2 separate regions of the Mus musculus genome follow, and region 2 is linked to region 1. Evidence: chromatin contacts called from public HiChIP or PLAC-seq data. All regions are on one chromosome and are shown on one strand. Each heading gives the region's core, a stretch centred on a gene start, on an enhancer-like site or on the middle of the called end of the contact. The rest is flanking DNA. Distances are from core to core; before and after follow the strand shown.

Region 1 (2,822 bases), core at 252-2,751:
CAGACTGTGGTAGGAAGAGCTGGAATGGGGAGATCTGGGGAGGGGCAGGGCCAGAGCGGTGGCCATGGAAATGGTGGGGAGTCAGGCTCTAGAAAGTGTAACCGTCTTGCCCGATTCCATATCTCTGTACCCATCAATTAGAGCATTCCTTAGCCCTCGTCAGAAGAGCTTCTTTTTGCAGATTAATAGGGTCTCTCGGAGACTGTAGAGTGTTTGAATGTAAATGGGCCATCTCCATGGAAGAGTGGGTTGAAAGACAGAGGGACTGCCATGAAAACATTGTTTCTGGACATGACAGTGGGGTTACACACATAACTCATAGAAGCTATGACTGCCCGTGCACGATCAGGCTGGTCCAAACCCTACCCTGTGTGGAGAAGGGCCCCATGCCAATAGCTGAAGCGTTGCTGACAGCTAACAGCTGGTGAGGCAGGCACGACCCTGAGAGGCTGCCTGTACTTGTTCCAGTAGATGGTTCCACACCGGTGCACACATAGGTAGCACTAATGGGCTCAGTGGGTAGGGAGGGAAGCTGTAGAGATGGTTCAGTGGTTAACAGCACTGGCCACTCTCCAGAGGACCCAGGTTGGATTGTCAGCACCTGCATGGTGGCTCACTGTGTCTGTAACTCCAGTTTCAGGTTAGCTCATTGTGCTCTTTTGGCTTCTTGGGGCATCAGGCATGCACATGATGTAGAGATATAAACTCAGGCAAACCACCTGTCTTAGTTAGGCTTTTACTGCTGTGCACAGACACCATGACCAAGGCAAGTCTTATAAAAAACAACATTTAATTGGGTCTGGCTTACAGGTTCAGAGGTTCAGTCCATTATCATCAAGGTGAGAGCATGGCAGTATCCAGGCAGGCATGGCACAGGCATTGCTGAGAGTTCTACATCTTCATCCAAAGGCTGCTAGTGGAAGACTGAGTTCCAGGCAACTAGGGTGAGGATCTTATGCCCACACCCACAGTGACACACCTATTCCAACCAGGTCACACCTATTTGAACAAGGCCACACCTCCAAATGGTGCCACTCCCTGGCCCAAGGATAAACAAACCATCACAACACCTATACACATAAAATAATAAAATAATCAAAGATAATAATTATTTTAAATAATAAATAAAAATGAAGTTGGTGTAGGGGATAGAAGATGGATTGGAGGGGAGAGAGAGACTGGGTTAGATTTGATTAAAACACTACATACATGTATGAATAATAAAATATTTTTAAAATAAGTTAACAATCTTTTTTAAATTTTGGAAAGATTAATGAGAGCCAATCACAGTTGCCTATGGATCCCGTACAGAGTTTGAGAGCACTGAGATCCGTACAGAACTACTTGAATAGCTAGGAGCTGGGGAGGGGCAGGTCACGGGGAGGAGTCAGAACTAATGAGCGGGTTGGCTCGGGAAGAGCCTATCCGGGAAGAGAGCGAGCTTGAAGAAGGTCCCCTTACCTCTGGGAGTCGCTTTCCCAGGTCACGTGGTAGCGGCGGCAGCGGTTGCCCGCGCGCGGCGATGGCGGCATCCGGGGAGCTGGTTCCATGCTCTGTGTACTTCTGCGGGAGCATCCGCGGCGGGCGGGAAGACCAAGCTCTGTATTCGCGGATCGTATCCCGGCTGCGGCGCTATGGGAAGGTGCTCACTGAGCACGTGGCTGATGCTGAGTTGGAGCCGCGTGGTGAGGCGACGCGGGCTGGAGACTCGCAGGCTGGGGACCTGTAGGCTAAGGGGACCGGCTGACTAGGGACTTGCCGGATAGGAGACCCACTGGCTAGTAGACATTCAACCTGGGGAACCCGCAGCTCATGTGACCCGCAGGCTAGACCGGAGGCTAGGGGATCTGCAGACTAGGACCTCGTAATGGTTAGGGGACCGGCTGGCTATGGAAGGTCCTGGATTATATGTGTACGTTCCATGCGCAGGTCAAGTGTCCCTGTCCAGCACACTGGAAGCAAGTGACAGCCCAGACCCAGCTTTGGGCTAGCAAGGCTTTGATAAGCTGGTCTGGATAAGCACTCCTCCAGTAGGAAAGTTGTACCTAGAACTCTTGTATTTCTGCTCCAAAAACTTTTAAGTAGATCTCCCTTGCCCCATGCAAGAACAAACTCCTAAGCTGTGGACTCTAAAGCAATTCTGGGAGAATCTTTTAAAAGACAAAGAATCAATCGTAGGCAAAAAATGCCAGGGGATTGGAAAGAACCTGTTTGTGCTTATGCTTGGCTAGCGCATGGTGTGTTTTGTTGATAGTTCTCCACCTTCAGCGCCAATGTCAGCACTCTGGAGGCAGAGGGTAGGATGAGTTCCAGGCCAACCTGGGCTACAGAGTTAACCCCTGTCTCAAAGAAATGAGACAAAACAGTCTACAGAGTGTGATAGCCTGGAGAAAACCTTTGAATCTGGGTTTTCTCCCCTAGTCACTTTTCTTGCTTTTTCTTTTTCTTTTCTTTATTTTGGAAACAGGCTGTCATAAACGCACAGTGACGTCAGACTTGTAGCCAAGGATGGCCTTAGAACTCGCCATCCTCCTGCCTTCACCGCCCAAGTGCTAGAACTACAGGCACCTGCTGCTACACACAACTTGTTAGTTTGTTTTTTGAGACAGGGTCTCTCTACATATCCCTGGCCATCATGGTACTTACAGTGTAGACCAGGCTGTGTTGGAACTCACAGATTTCCCCAGCCTCTGCTCCCGGGGCTGGGATTAGTGCTATGAGCCATGATCCTCAGGCTCACAAAAGAAGTTTTAGACAGTGTGGTTCTGCTCTGCCACCTGCAGAGCCTTACCGTCCTAAACAGCAGAGTTGATTCAAACTGG
Region 2 (2,734 bases), core at 29-2,528, 330 kb after region 1:
GAGTGAAACAAGTAAGTACTGCTACTTCTACGTAAATAGCTGCTGATAGTTATATAAGGCAAAAAGAAACGAAACACTAGCTCCAGTGAAATCTCTCCATTTTAAACCATTTTCTACACTTCTGTCTCTGGGAAGCGCCTACTGCTTCAGTCCTGGGGGGTGAACTTGGACCTTGCCCTTGCTTGGTGAGCTAAAAATAAAACTAAGCAACACCCTGGCCTGCCATCCCCAGACTTACTAAAAAAAATAACAAGTAAAACCAAAAGGAATGGGTTGCTGAGTTATGACCTGTGTGTAAAACTACCTTTCTGTGGCAGTTAAGAGCACTGACTGCTCTTCCTGATGTCCTGAGTTCAAATCCCAGCAACCACATGGTGGCTCACAACCATCTGTATGTGATCTGATGCCCTCTTCTGAAGACAATGACAGTGTACTTTATACATAAAATAAATAAAATCTTATTTATTTGTTTATTTATTTATTTTTGTTTTCTGAGACAGGGTTTCTCTGTGTAGCCCTGGCTGTCCTGGAACTCACTCTGTAGACCAGGCTGGCCTCAAACTCAGAAATCTGCCTGCCTCTGCCTCTGCCTCCCAAGTGCTGGGATTAAAGGTGTGTGCCACCACTGCCTGGTATAACAAAATCTTAGTACAAACAAACAAACACACAAACTCTCTGTGCTAGTTATTGCTGTAACCATGGTAAAGTATTATTTTTTATTTTAAAAGGCCAGGAGCTTAAGATAGCTACAGAGCTCTTTCTACTCCTCACACCTCACACGAGCGGTCCACCCTGGGCCCCACAGGAGCATCTTACCCAATAAGATCGAGGAGACAGGAGTCATCGTCATCATCCATGACAACTGCAAGGAGAGAGGGAGGGAGGCAGTGAGTCGGAGCAGGGCGGCCAGCAATATGGATGCAGTGGAGCACGCTGAGCCTCCACACAACTGTCAGCACGGGAGCTTTCCCTAGTCACCTATCAAGCCTACCATGGGAAAAATGTTGTGGCTGGTGGGCACAGTGTCATTTGCCAGTAGTCCTGGCCACTCAGGTAGGACTCAGTAAGGAAGGGAACTTGAGTCCAAGAGTTCAAGGTCAGCCTGGACAATAGCAAGACCGCAGCTCATAAGTAAATAAACAAATAGCCAAGCAAGCCAGACACACTGGCAAACACCTTGATCCCAGGAGTTGGAAGGCAGAGACAGGAGGATCAGGAGGTGAAGGCTACCCTTGCCTACATGACAAGGTTGAGGCCAGCCTGGGCTACATGAGACCCCATGTCAAAAACAAAAAACAAAAACAAAAACAAAAACAAAAACAAAAGGTGCCAGGCGTAGTGGCGCACGCCTTTAATCCCAGCACTCGGGAGGCAGAGGCAGAGGCAGGCGGATTTCTGAGTTTGAGGCCAGCCTGGTCTACAAAGTGAGTTCCAGGACAGCCAGGGCTACACAGAGAAACCCTGTCTCGAAAAACAACAACAACAACAAAAAGGTAGAAATATGTGAAATTAACAGTTACTTGAATACATTTTTGACTTAAATTGTTTCTCCTATAAATCAGTTTCAACATAGAGGTCCAAAGAGTTTAGACACATCTAAGATAGCTGCAGCCACCGGCCACATGCAGATTCCCGAGAGAGACCATGAAGGAGGACTTATGCCATCAAACGTAGAATGAGTAAGGGCAGAGACAAAATTTTGCTTTAGGAAAGCTCTCAGATTCTGAAGTCCTTCAGGGTTGTGACCGGATGCGTCTAAACACTGAGAGCAACTCCGACTTCTCAACGTATTTTGGTGATCTTTGGGAAGGCAGAATGCGGGTTCTCCCCACATTTGGAGACAGACCAGGAGGCCCTGTGGTGCAAGCCATACAGGCTCTGGTCGTGGGCCTTGGGTGCTTCCCAGTGCAGAAATACTGTCCAAGTTCAATGCCGAATAGTCCATAGCTGGACCAGGAATGTTTAAAGTAGAAACTGCAGCCCAAGTTCTCCCCACTGCAGCTCGGAGCTCCCTCTCTCTGCCTGCAGCAGCCACAAGCATGGCCAGCACAGCTCTGGCCCAGACTGTAACAACTGAACAAATTCCAGCCGTGGTTCTCCCCCGAGAGCCAGTCAACTTACACTAGTGACCCGACACCTGGCAACCCTGCTTCTCACCCATTTCAAGCCATGCGTGGAATAATTTACATCACAGAACACCAGGGCCAAGAGTTCTGGAGCAGTTGGAAAGGGCAGTTGTGAACGGCAGTTGGACGCAGGAATGAAATCCTGAAGAGATGCCCAGAGGAGGGGCATACCCAGAAAAGGCAGAGGGAAGGGTGAGTCTTAAGGAGAGATTTTTCTCTGTTCAAACTTCCTTCTCCCATTAGTTCCTCCAAACCAATCATAAGGCCTAACAGCTGTGGTATTCCCTCCTGCCACGGGGAAGGACACTTTCTCTACTCTAGAAGAATGTGGAAGGGTAAGTTTCCTGATGTGGGACCCTCCTGTAGGTGGCTGGATTCGAAGGGTTGCGGAGTGACTGGGCTGATTATAATCCACTGAGCAGAGTGCAGGGTGGGGAGAGAGGATGGGTGAGGGAGAAGGAAGGAGAGTGGGATACATGAAGCAGAAGCTGTTGGCTACTGAAGCTAAGAGCAGCCAGCCATGAGAAATGGGCTCTTTAGGACCCAGGCAGGAGTCATTTGAGGTCACATTGGCACCAATGTTCCTGCACACATGACTTTTGAAAACA

The links. HiChIP or PLAC-seq counts read pairs in DNA pulled down with a chosen protein or histone mark.
Region 2: an H3K4me3 HiChIP or PLAC-seq map of bone marrow-derived macrophages shows a contact between it and region 1, with 5 times the contacts expected there. The contact joins the promoter of Bicral here to the promoter of Dnph1 in region 1. A contact is called at or near these places in 1 of 115 datasets of contacts at active chromatin or transcription factors (bone marrow-derived macrophages) and 1 of 9 other capture datasets (adipose tissue).

The regions. Positions count from the first base shown.
Region 1 is chr17:46,495,288-46,498,109 of GRCm38.p6, forward strand. Dnph1 (2'-deoxynucleoside 5'-phosphate N-hydrolase 1) reads left to right here and starts at 1,502. Exons shown (of 4, transcript NM_207161.3): 1 at 1,502-1,685. The coding sequence starts at 1,523.
Region 2 is chr17:46,830,135-46,832,868 of GRCm38.p6, forward strand. It overlaps Bicral (BRD4 interacting chromatin remodeling complex associated protein like), which reads right to left and starts at 1,279. Exons shown (of 11, transcript NM_001100452.1): 1 at 817-1,279. The coding sequence starts at 857.